2 separate regions of the Sus scrofa genome follow, and region 1 is linked to region 2. A link is a contact called in public HiChIP or PLAC-seq data. All regions are on one chromosome and are shown on one strand. The core of a region is the stretch at or near the end of the contact, and the rest is flanking DNA. Distances in the headings are between cores, read along the strand shown.

Region 1 (6,793 bases), core at 1,102-3,601, 150 kb before region 2:
GTACATCAGAATCCCGAGCTTGGAGCTCGGCAGCTGTCCAATAACTTCCACAGGAGCCTGTTCATTTCCCAGTCCCACATCCCAAAGGGCAACAAGGATAACGATCAGAAAATACAGCAGAGCAAGGACCAAGGGATGGGATGTGAACTGGCCAGGGGGGAGGGGGGAAATCGGGTCGTCAACAATCATCCCAAGGAAATTTTATAATTTGTAGCCAATTTAAAATCAGGGATCGTGGCTCAGTGGTTAACGAATCCCACTAGGAACCATGAGGTTGTGGGTTCAATCCCTGGCCTCACTCAGTGAGTTAAGGATCCCGCATTGCTGTGAGCTGTGGTGTAGGTCGCAGATGCAGCTCGGATCCCATGTTGCTGCGGCTCTGGCTTAGGGCGGGTGGCTACAGCTCTGGTTAGACCCCTAGCCTGGGAACCTCCATATGCCACGGGTGCGGCCCTAGAAAAGACAAAAAAATAAAAATAAAATCAAAATTAAGATCAGTGAAAATGTTCCAGGAAGGTTCAAACTAGAAAAAAAAACCTAACCACTGAGCCAGCCCACTTTATTCAAACACAAAAGCTGGCTTTATTCATCCATGGTAGGTTAGATGAGGCTGAACTTTATACTTCTAAATCCATACCAAGTAAGTTTAATTCCATAATAGTTACTGAACTTTTTTTAACTACACTCACAGGTTAAACAGGCCCATAGGTAATTAAAACACACGAGAATGACTTTATTTTTTACTGCTGGTGGAAATTTCACAACACTTTGTTATCAAGCCATGGTTTTTTGAACGGGTAACTTAAAACATAATCACTGGCTGCTTCTGCAACCTCACTGTCTTCAGGTAACGGTCCATCCTTTGATTGGGGGGGGAGGGAGGCAAACAAAAGGGCAGAAGGTAGCCGGGTATTGTGCTGGGATGTCAAGGCAGGAAAGGTAACAAGAAAAGGGGTGATAGAGTCAAATTCTGTTATCAGAATCAGAATCAGACAAGGTGAAAGATAACAAGAAAGGGCGTGATAGAGTCAAATTCTGTTATCAGAATCAGAAAAGGTCAGCAACCCAAGGGTTTAAAGAAATTAAGCGAAAAACGACCAGCCTTACAGGAGGCCTGGGAGTCACTGGGGTCACCTCGGTCACGCCCAATAGAGCTGAAGGCTGAGCCAAGGGTGGACCCGCCCATAGAGGAAGGTGGTGAGGTAGAAGGCTTCCCAGAAGAGATCACTAAAACAGTCTTTTTTTTTTTTTTTTTTTAATACGAAGTAGCACCACAACCTGGGCGTTCCCCGGCCCCTCCGCCGGGCGTCGCTGGGAAGCCAAGCACCTCCAGGCCCCGCGGAGGGTCATGCGTCGGGGAAGCCCCAGGTTGTCCGGCCGCACTGCCTTCAGCGCCAGAGCGCCCACGCCGGGCGCCTTCCTCTCCCTGCCCGCAGCCAGGCCGCGGCTCCCGCGTAGGCTCAGCTCCCGGCCGCCGAGCGCGGGTCTCCGCGGCGCGCACGCGCGGCCTCCTCCGCAAAGAGCAACCCCGCGGGGGAGGAGGGAACCGCGCCACGTCACAGCCCGAGGGTTCCGGAGAGGCGGGGCCTCCGCGGGGCTGCGGCGCTCCCGGCTGGCGCGCGCGCACCCGCCCCCACGTGTCCCTGCGGCCCCCGGGAATGTGGGTCACCGAGCCGAGCGGCCTCACGTGTCCCCGCCCGCCGCCGCCGCCCCAGCGCCCATTATGTAATGCCGCGTCATGAGCCCGCCCAGCCAACCGGCGCCCGCGCGCCGCCGAACGTAAACACAGCGCGCACGTGGCTCGCGCGGCCAGGCCATGTGAGGGGGGCGCCCGGCCGGCGCCGCGGGCCGCGCTGCGGCGGTGCGGGGAGCCGAGAGGGCGGCCCCGGGGCGACGAGCTCAGAGCCCGAGGCGAGCCCGCGGCGCACAGCAGCCCTCCCCGCCAGCCCGCGCCCCGCCAGCCCGCAGCCCCGCCGCAGCCCTCCGAGTGCCCGCCGGGATCCAGCGCCCCTCCGCCGCGCTACCCCGCCCAGTGGGCTCTTACCCGCATTCACCTCCATGGTGCCCTCGGGAGGGGGCCGAGGCCGCCCGCTTCCCGCAGAAGGGGCAGCGCCGCCGCCGCCTCAGCACCGCGCCGCCCGGGGCCGGGGCCCCCTCATGGGCAGGGCGGGCGGGACGCCCGGACCCGGCCCCGCGGCCGGAGAGCGGGCTGCGGGGAGAGAGGGCGGCGGCGGCGGCGAGCGGCCCTCTTCGCGGGGTCCCTGACAACAAAGCGGCGGCGCGGCGGCTTCCTGCAGCCAGCGCACCGCGGCGGCGAGGGCGGCTGATGGGGAGGGCAGCCGCGACCATGTGACCCGCGCACACCCCCTCCCTCCGCCCGCCCCTCGGCCGGCCGCTGCGGCGACTCCGCCCCTCCCGCCGCCGGCTCCCCTCCCCCTCCTCCCCAAGCCACCGCCCGCTCTCCCTCACCCTCGGGCCCCTCCTCCTCCCTCCTTCCTTTCTCGCTGCTGACCTTCCCGCCTCCGTGGGAGCCCCCCAGGCTTCCTTCCCCGAACCTGCCCCACCCCCGCCTAGTGACACCTTAGGTCTCCTCGGACGTTTACCTAGGCCCGCCCGGTGGCGCCAAGCAGGCGTGCTTTGCAGGATCCAGGGCTGGCCCCAACCCTTGACCGCGCCTCAAGTCGGCTCTCCGACTTACCCACCTCTAAAGACCAGGCTCTGCAGATACAGCCCACATCCCTTCCCTCTGCACCCCCGGGTGACTTCATTCAGTCCAACAGCTCAAGTAGGCTTGTGTTCTGATGATTGCCGAATGTACATTTCCAACGTCTCCTCTGAGCCCCAGATTCCTGCATTCAGCAGCCCGTTTGATTATGCCACCTTGATATCCTTTTGGCATCTCAAATTTAAGGTGTAGGCAGGCGTATGCTTGTGTCAAAACTCAGCAAATGCACACCGAAGATTTGTGCGTTTCACCTTGTGTGTACATTTTACATCAAAAGGAAAAAAGGGGGGAGACCAATGACGTGTGCCGAGGTATGAAGAGGGCAGTGCACTGATGCCTGCAAATTTAAGTGCATTATGAAAGCAAGATGGTCTGAGGGATGGAGGCCAGGATGGACGGTTAGAAGCATAATAATCTTACTATGTAAATCATGTAGTAGTTGTAGATGTTTTATGTGGGTATTCACTGTAAAATTCTAAGTTGCTCTTTGAAATTTTTCAATATGAAATATTGAGGGAAATATAATTCATAAGACATTTTTACATGTGCTGCATCCCTTCGCCCCCCATCACCCACTGCCCCATCACACACACATACACACTCTACCCCATCAACATCTACTTTTTGATAAATCTGCCAGTTCCTAAAACCAACAAATTGAGTTTCACTTCTCTCTCTCTCTCTTCCTGTCTTTCTCCCTCTCACTGCTTTTATACCTGGTTCAACCCATTAACAGATCTGAGCTATTCTACCTTCATAATACATCTTTGATCTTTCAGTTTTTCACCATCAGCATTGTCATTACTGTAGATCAAACCACCATCTTCTCTTGCCTGGGCTACTCTAATAGATCCCTAACAGGGGAAACTGTGCCTGGAACCACCTACAATCACTTCTACCCAGTGTTATGTTTTTAAATGTTAATGAGATCTAATTACTCAAAACCCTCCAATCGCTTCCTATTGCTTTTTTTAAAATCCAGTACTTGAAGCTGCCCTGCAAAGCTCTGCACAAACTTTGGGCCCTGCTTCTCTCCTAGGCCTTCGAGCACCATCTACACAGCTCTCTACACAATGTGGTCCTCATTGCTTCCCTACATCAGGGCCTGATCACCTTCTGTGATGCTGAAGCAAGAATTCCCCAGGCTACACTTCGTAGCTTGCTTTTTCATTTTATATCTCAAGCGCCATCTGCTTCTGCGCTGGTAAAATGGGGTGAATATGAACAGTGTAGAAGGCAGGGGTCATAAAGAGGACTCTACTCTGAAAAGGCCATACGGTATGGTTCTCTCAGTGTCCTTGGGGCATCGGTTCCAGGACCTCTGCGAATTGCAAAATCCGTGAATGCTCAAGTTCCTTATATAAAATGGTGTAATTTTTGCATATAACCTACGAACATCCTCCCTTATACTTTAAATCATTTCTAGATTACTCATAATATGTAATACAATGTAAATGCTAGGTAAATACTTGCCAGTGTTCTTTTAAAAACTTTCTGGAATTTTTTTTCTAAATATTTTCCATGCAAGGTTGGCTGAATCTGTGGATGTGAGAGCTGCAGATACAGAGAGCCAACTGTACAGCTGTGGGACTTGCTTCTGGCAACCTCTAAAAGCATGCTGGGGGAGTTCCCATTGTTGCACAGTGGAAACATCTGACTAGTATCCATGAGGATTCGGGTTCAATCCCTGGCCTCGCTCAGTGCGTCAGGGATCTGGTGTTGCTGTGGCATAGGCCAGCTGCTGCAGCTCTAATTCAACCCCTAGCCTGAGAACTTCCATGTGCCTCGGGTACAGCCCTTAAAAAAGTAAAAAAAAAAAAAAAAAATTAAAAAATAAAAGCATGCTGGGAGTTCCCATCGTGGCTCAGTGGAAATGAACCTGAATCCATGAGGACACGAGTTCCATCCCTGGCCTTGCTCAGTGGGTTAAGGATCAGGCGTTGCTGTGACTGTGGTGTGGGCCAGCAGCTGTAGCTCCAATTCGCCCCGTAGCCTGGGAACCTCTGTGTGCTGCATATGCAGCACTAAAAAGCAAAAAAAAAAAAATAAATAAATAAATAAATAAATAGGAGTTCCCGAATCCGACTAGGAACCATGAGGTTTCAGGTTCGATCCCTGGCCTTGCTCAGTGGGTCAAGGATCCAGTGTTGCTGTGAGCTGTGGTGCAGGTCGCAAACACGGCTCGGATCCCGAGTTGCTGTGGCTGTGGCGTAGGCCAGTGGCTACAGCTCCGACTAGGCCCTTAGCCTGGGAGCAGCCCTAGAAAAGACAAAAAGACAAAAAATAAATACATACATACATACATACATACATATGAGCATGCTGGACCATGCTCTCCTCGCCCTTTGCCGGTGTTCCAGATAGTTGCTATTCCAATAGCCTGGTTTCTGCAATGAGGACCATGACGAACCCTCTGTAAACATGTAGTACAGAATTTCCATCTGTAGTTGATTGAATCCACAGATGTATAACCTCTGGATAGAGGGCCAACTCTGTATGACATTCTGGAAAAGGCAAAACTGTGACGATAGGAAGTTCCTGTTGTGGCTCGGCAGGTTTAAGGACCTGACAGTATCCAAGATGGTGTGGATTCGATCCTTGGCCTCATCAGTGGGTTAAGGATCATAAGCTGTGGAGTAGGTCACAGATGCATTTCGGATCCAGAACTGGATCTAGCTCTGATTCCACCCTAGCCCAGGAACTTCTATGTGCTGAAGGTACAGCCGTGAAAAGAAAAACAAAAACAAAAAACTAAAGAGAGAGTTAAAATATCATTGATTTCCAAAGGTTGGAGGGGAGAGAGGGATGAAAAGCAGAGCAGTTTTTAGGGCAGTGAAAGCATTCTGTATGACAGCACAATGGGAGAGACAGGCCACATGTACAACACCCAGAGGGAACCATAGTACGAGCTATGGGCTTTGGATGATGATGATGTGTCAATATAGATTCAACAGTGGTAAAAAATGTTCATTGTTGGGAAGGCTGCTTGTCTTTCAGGGGACAGAATGTATATGGGACCTCTACTTTCCATTCAATTTTGCCAAGAACCTAAAACTGCTTTAAAAAGTAAAGTCTATTTTAGAGAGAGAAAGAGAGAAGATACTGCCATTTATATTTGCAAAGGAGAAGAGTGGAAGGGAAAATATGCCATTAAAAAGAAAATAACTCTTCCATGATAATGCCTATGAAGTAAAGTTTGTATCTGTGAGCCTCACATCTTTTATTTATTTTTTTTTCATTTTTTTTATTACTCAAATGAATTTATCACATCTGTAGTTGTATAATGATCATAACAATCTGATTTCACAGGATTTCCATCCCATAGTCCAAGCACATCCCCCCACCCCCCAAACTGTCTCCTCCGGAGACCATAAGTTTTTCAATGTCTGTGAGTCAGCATTTGTTCTGCAAAGAAGTTCCGTCTGTCCTTTTTTCAGATTCCACATGTCAGTGAAAGATTTGATGTTGGTGTCTCATTGTACGGCTGACTTCACTTAGCATGATAGTTTCTAAGTCCATCCATGTTGCTAAAAATGCTGGTATTTCATTCTTTTTGATGGCTGAGTAATATTCCATTGTGTATATGTACCACATCTTCTGGATCCACTCCTCTGTCAAGCCTCACATCTTTTAAAGGCCACCTTCATCCTGTGAGGCTTTGTGGGTAACTATCAGAGGCTATAAAGCTGTAGCCCAAGTCAGTCACCAGCCACACCACTGGCCACTGTGCACACATTGGCTCATCAGTGCCAAAGAAGGATGCCGAGTGGTATCTGGGTTGGATGGTCCCCACTGTGCTAAAGCTGTAGTGGAAATGGCCTTTCTAAGGAGCTCCGTTATTAACCTTCTGCAGCCTGTGGCTCAGTCAGTAGGAATTCTCAGACTACTCTACCTACTCCTCCTTCCTCATTCTGCTAATAACCCTGCTGAATGAAGTGACTGTGTCTTCAAAAATCACCTGTTTAAAAAAAATGCAAATTTGGGGTGTTTCTTGGAGGCCTATCAGGATGCAGCATTGTCACTGCTTGACTCTGGTTCAATCCCTGCCTGACCCAGTAATTTCCATAT
Region 2 (6,454 bases), core at 2,646-5,145:
TACATGGGCAAAAATATCCTCCCCCTGAGCAACCTGTATAAAAATACATATGACTTCACTTCTCCTCCTTAACCCAAGCTCTCCTATAAAGTGTTCACTGTAAAGGTAGTTGCTTCTTTAATACCTAAAAAGTGTAATACCAGAGAGCTTTATCCACTTCATCTCTACAACTAAGATTTGCATTTCTAGAGAACTGGTACAAAATTTTTAAGAGTAACCCACACATATGTTCCACAGAGTAATCCTTGTCCAGACCACCCACAAAAGTGGCTTTCCTCTACCCATGGACTAGAAACCAATATGCAGTTTCCAATATGCAGTTAGGTAATCTTCCGTCTGCCAGCTGAGGCTTCTTTTTCATCCCATCTCCTGTACATGTGCCTTTTCAAATTCCATGGGGAACGCCTACCTTCCAAATCAGTCTAATTCCCAGAGCAGGGTTGGTAGGATCCCTTTTCCCCTTATTCATTCCAGGATACACCATCCCTCTCCATTTTTCACCTCACTATTAACCATTACACTAACTTTACATTAACAGCCACTCTTTCCGCAAGATTCCCAGGAAAGTAAAGCTGATGTTAACTTTATAGGTACAATTATGGTCGGTAGCTTCTCACCTTTTTTTTTTTCCACCTACCATCTCTTTCCCCTGCATTTCCAAATGAGTTTTTAACCCCCCTAGAGTAAATGGACAAATTGTATCTAATGATAAATCCCCCTCTGTAATTTGCTGACACAAAGCAGACTAATATTTGACACCTGTGCATCATCCCCAAATATATTCATGTACACCAGAGATATCCAGCAAAATATAAAAATACTAATGACCTAAAAGCAAATATTCCACCTTAGGTCAGCTTGGATAAGGAGTTTAGATGCTGGGAAGGAGTTGGGAGGAAGATTAAGGAAGGCCCCATCCAAAGTGGGCAGGAGTAGATGCCAGGTTCTGAAAGACACAGCACAGGGCTAAACAAAAAGGACCAGTTAGGACTTCCATAAAGTTGAGGTGCAATCAAACTAACCCCTGAAACCAAGAACAATCTTACCAAAGGATCTTGCCACTTAACTCTACACCTCTCCACTATTTAAAATAAGCGCAAGTCATCCCTTCATCCTCCTAGGGTGAGGTCACCAAAACACCGTACCAACCTACCAAATTTCAAGTCAGGGAGAGTAACAGGACAAACTTTCAAACTCTATTTGGCACACTACTCAGTGAAGAGATTTAAAGCATCAAGTTCCCTTTTACTTTACATTGTTTTAATAAAGGTATCTCGGCGTTCCCCTCAGGGGCTCAGCGGAATCATATCTGACTAGCATCCATGAGGACACAGGTCTAATCCCTGGCCTCCTTCAGTTCATTAAGGACCCGCTCCGTTCCCTCCTTCCTGTGGCTATGGTGAATGGACCCCTAGCCTAGGAACCTCCATATGCCAAGGGTGGGGCCCTAAAAAAAAAAAAAGAAAGAACAGTAAAAAGAAAAAAAGAAAGGTATCTCCAGCTAACCCACCATTTGGATTCCTTACTGTCTTTCTGGTTTGCCACCTTAAAGTTTAATGACTCTACAACCGACAGCAGGATTTATAAACTATAGGGGTTCCCAGGAATCTACTATAGATACTTTAAGGGTCATGGGAATCAGAGGACACTACTGAAGGATAATGGAGGTTAAAAAGTAGCTTCTTCCAGAGACATAAGAGGAAGAGAGCAAAGAAAAAGAACCACTGCTTGAATTCAACTTAAAAATCAACAATGAAATACCATGAAAAAAATTTGAGTTTCCCTGAAATTTGGTAAATTGAGGTTCTCAAAGAGAACAACAAGAATCCCCAAAATAGCCTAGAATAGCCATTTTACATCACCTATTGATTCATTCACTTGCCTCAACTCTCTAAATCTAAAAAATCTCTTTAAATTCCATCCGAAAACATCTATCTCTACCCATTAGAGTTTTTACTCTGCCAAAATGAGTTATTTATTCCTCATGCAATCTGTGGAGAAAGCTCTATTCAAAACAGTTCATAAGTGCAACAGGTGAGAAGTAAGACGGTAATAGAATTCATTGTGATAGAACTGTCTGGGTAGGTATTAGTAAGAAGTGGGATGACAGCCTTGAGAAGGGTCACAGATTAGTGATTAACAGGACAAGTAATGTGAAATCAGATTCGGTGGTCACTAATAATAGTAATGAAAATTCTTACAAACTTCAGCAAGATATGGGAGAGGCAAGCCACAACAGCTGCATGTGGACAGTGATTAAAAGAAAAAACAGAAGAAGGCACCGAGAAAAACAATTAGGGCCTCCAAGGCCCCTTTTCTCCTCTTTAAGAACATATAAACCATGAGGAGCGGTTAAGCTACCCTCATGGAGGCAGACCAAATGCAGCAAGAGGCAGTTTGGGAAATAGGAAGCCTGCTGGGGGTGGGGGTGGGGAGGGGGTACCGTACCTCTTGGCGCTGGTGGAGAGGAGTTTGGAGTTTTTGCTCATGCTGACTTTACTCTCCTTCTTCTTGGGGGTGTTTGTTTCTTTCTCGGTTTGCTGGTTGGAGGACGAAGATGAGGAGGAGCTGGTGCTGGCCCTCGAATCGTCATCCGACATAGCGAACCCCCCACCCCACCCCGCAAACAGCCCCTGCAGGGGGAGGGAAACAAAACAGAAACACAAACCATGCAGCCAGTGTAAATAAGGAACTCGGGCGCTGTCAGGAGGGCTTCGGCCGGGGGTGCACCCAGCCGCCCACCGCCCTCCACTCGCTTTTCAAAGTCTTCGGGCCCATCATGGCTTTTGCAAATTGGACGCGGCTTGTTTGTTTATTCGGGGCCCCATGTGGGGGACGTGGTGGGAAAACGGTTGGGAGGGCAGAGAGCAGCCCCTCCCTCGCCCCCCGGGGCTCCCCTCCGGGCGGGGAGAGGAGCAGCCGGCGGGCGGGGGTGCGGGGCGCCCGGCCGGGGCGGGCAGGGAAGGTCCCGGCGGCCAGCCGGCCTCGGGCTGTTTTCGGCGGCTTTCCGGGGGTCGTAGGGGAGCTGGGGGCCAGCCGCCGAGTTTGGCGAGGTCAGGAGGAGAGGAGGGCGGAGAGGAGTAAGAGAGGAAGCCGAAACGGGGGGACGGAGGCGGGCAGCGGGGGCCCGCGTGGGGGAAGGGAGAGGCCGGAGGGGGGTAGGAGCGACGAGGCCCGAGGCCCCCGCCGCGCCCCGACGCCCCTTGCCAGCCAGCCCCCGGACCGTGCGGGTCGGGTCTGCGCGGCCCGGGCGGGGGTCCCAGGCACACGCCCGATCGGCACCCCGGGTGGGGGCGGGGGTGAGGGGGGGACTCGGCCTCCTCTGCTGAGGAATAACAATGAGCCCGTGCGCCCCGGAGGGGTTAATCCCCACGGGCCCCCGCCCCAGGGGAAAACGGGGCTCCCCGCCTCCCCTCCCCCGTTCCCGGCCCCTCGGCGGCCAGCGGGGGGCTCCCGGGGCAGCGCTGACAGTTCGAGCCCTGTGCCCCCCGCCCCCGACGCGGGCGGCCCCGCACCCCACGCGGCCCGGGGCCCTGCCCATCCCCCGCGGGCGGGCCCGGACCCCCGGAGCTCCCTAGCCCCTCTCCGCGCCCCCGGCCCCGTGCCCGGCGGCCCGGGCGGCGCGGGTCGGGGGCGGCGGCGAGGGGTGTCCCCGAAGCCCGGCGGCGCGGCCGGGGGGCGGCAGGCGGCGGGGGGGATCCCCGTACCTCTCTTTGTGTCTGGCTGCTCCGTGCCGCCGCGGCGGCTGCTGCTGCGGCTGCGGCTGGGCCTGGCCACTCGTGTCTCTCTCGCTGGGAGAGAAGCGGAAGTGCAGCAACAGCAACTATTAAACAGGCAATGGCTTCCCCCAGCCACACACGCTCGCACACACACTCCTCCTCCCCCTCCCCCACCCCGTCCGGCCGGTCCCACCCACCCGCGCTCCCCTCCCCGGGCACACCTCCGGGGGGCGCCAGGAGCACCCGGGGACCCCGGGAAGCCCGGCCCCTCCCCGCCCCACCCCCACCCCGGCGCCTCGTCGGGACGCGGGGCCAGGGGGCAAGGGCTGTGAATTTTCTCCGGAGGAGTCTGGGGGACCCCTGGATCCTGGGCTGAAGAGGGGAAGCCGTCCCGAGACTGGGGGCGCTGGGAACTGTCGGGAATAGGGCGACCGCGAGGGGAAGTTCTTACCAAAAGGGCTTTGGGAAAGCGGGGGCAGTTTGGTAAAAAAGATGGTAATCTGGTGCCAGGACTTTGGACTAGTGAATACCGAGGGAACTCCTCCTAAAAAGTGATCAGTTTAAGGGAGAAAGAAAGAAATCCCACAACAGGGTTTCCTTTGGGCTGACCCTGGCTTCCCCCTCTGGCAATTTACCTGCTAGGAGCAGAGGTCGGTTTAGGCACGCCTGTGAGAAAATCCCAAGATTGGAGTTTTCTGCTCAGGCACGTGCAATTTTACAATTTTCGATTCTTCCAGTCACTTTTTATAGAAAGAAGTGTTTTATAAAAGTGATACAGTGGATTTCGTGACAGGTAAAACCAACCAACGTCTAAGAGGCTTTCTAATGTGAGAAATCAATGGGAATAAACCCTCTACTACTGAATTAGACTGGATTTAGAATTTTTGCTGTCGGAAATTATATTAAAAGTTTTGAGGACGGCTGCAGCTTCTTCAGCGACAATATAAATGCTATTCAAATCATAAGATTTTAATAATAATCCCTCTAATTCTTCGGAACTCTTCTTTATTTATCGTGTTTACCAAGATTAATTTTTTTTAGTTAAGCCATCAAATTACAATTCAGTTTCTCACTTATTTGTCATTTCAGTTGCAGGAAACTGAAGAGATATGTGTAGTGTAACATATACTAGGTGTGGTACACTAAGCAACTGCCCAGATTTCCCTGGGCCACTCTAAATTATCCCAAACTGCCATCCTTTTCCATAGCAACAGTGTGGCTTCATTTACCACCGGACAACAGAAGACATAAAGCCAGTGGCATATCCAACTAACCAGGAAAACAAGCATTCTTACCACCCACCTAAACCTCTTCTAGTCCTCAACATGAAACTCCAACTTTTTTAAGAGTCATAAAGTAATCGTGCAGACTTCTTGCTCAGTCCTTTCCGGGAAACCTGTATCTGTCTACTTGCAGAAATTGTCATAGACCTGAGGGGTCCAAAAACTGGGAAAAAACCACTTCAGTCATCATTTCAGCCTCCAGCCTCCTACCTCCAGACAGAGCTATCCCTCAATCACTCAAATGTCTAGAAATTTTGAAAAGATCCTGGAGGTGAGAGTTTGATTTCAAGAATCCTGGTAGACAATACAAAACAAACAAAAAAAACCTCCTTAAACCAGGTTGTATACTTTTTGTCCTTCTGATGATAAAGACATAAATTCAAGAGAAAACAACAAGCAAGCCTGAAATAAACTCAGATGGGACGACAAAAATAATCTAAAGACTGTTATAAAAATGGAGACTTCCTCTTACAAAAATTTGGGTTCCTGATACTTACAAATACTTTTCTACAGGATGAGCACAACCAGGAAAAATTCATGTATGATGAAGACAAGAGCTGGCAGAGAATACAGGAAAATAAAAGGTTAAATTTGCTGATGTGACTGGGACGGTGGGCGAATTTTTTTCTTTAATTTTGATTTGCATAAATCGTACACTTGGATACTAATTAAAATAAATCTTTTTTAAAAATTGAACATAGTATGTTGTGTTTCATCCTTGATGCTTGGATTGGACTGGTCCCTGAAGAAATAAATCACACGAGGCAAGGGCTCCCCCTCTATAGGGAAGTGCTTTCCCAACCACCAGTCTGGAGGGACACTACCCCTCTTTTGTGTACTAGTTCTTTCTTATCTCTAACCCTGGTTAGTGCTTTATGGTTTGGGAATGACCTACTGAAGGGGAAATAAAAACTTCAAAATGTTTAGAAAAGCATCCACTGCTCTCAAAAGACTATTCCTTACGTCAGATTATTTTAAATATACAGTTGTCTCAGTTATAAAGAAATAATAATTCCTTTCTAATCTTCTTCTGGTTATTAGCTACAAGGCCTAAGGAGCTAAACTGACCTAAGCCTCACTTTCCTCATCTGTGAAGGGCAATACCTGCGCTGACTGGCCGGTTTTAAGGAGGATCAAATGTATATCTATAATATGGTTTATTAACTGTTATGCAAAGTCAAGTATTAATCATCCCACCCTGATCCCACTTCTCAGGAATTTTATTAGGACACAGCATGTTTATGACTAGAATTGAGGACAATATAGGAAGCCTCCTAAGAGAAAGATAGGGTCAAAGAATCGAATCAAAGGATTTTAGTTACTAGAGAGGGCCTAAGATATCAAATGCCTCATTTTACAGGTGAAAAATTAAGGCAAAGAAAGCCACTGTGGGAGTTCCCATCTCTGCTCAGCAGGTTAACGAACCCGACTAGTATCCATGAGGACTCAGGT

What was found. HiChIP or PLAC-seq counts read pairs in DNA pulled down with a chosen protein or histone mark.
Region 1: a contact with region 2 is called in an H3K27ac HiChIP or PLAC-seq map of alveolar macrophages. The contact joins the promoter of NR1D2 here to the promoter of LOC102160336 in region 2. A contact is called at or near these places in 3 of 47 Hi-C or Micro-C datasets (epiblast stem cells, heart right ventricle and liver) and 1 of 2 datasets of contacts at active chromatin or transcription factors (alveolar macrophages).

What each region holds. Positions count from the first base shown.
Region 1 is chr13:10,752,512-10,759,304 of Sscrofa11.1, reverse strand. NR1D2 (nuclear receptor subfamily 1 group D member 2) reads right to left here and starts at 2,351. Exons shown (of 8, transcript XM_021071423.1): 1 at 2,045-2,351. The coding sequence starts at 2,060.
Region 2 is chr13:10,603,278-10,609,731 of Sscrofa11.1, reverse strand. LOC102160336 (ubiquitin-conjugating enzyme E2 E1) reads right to left here and starts at 3,895. Exons shown (of 6, transcript XM_021071421.1): 1 at 3,708-3,895; 2 at 2,449-2,633. The coding sequence starts at 2,600.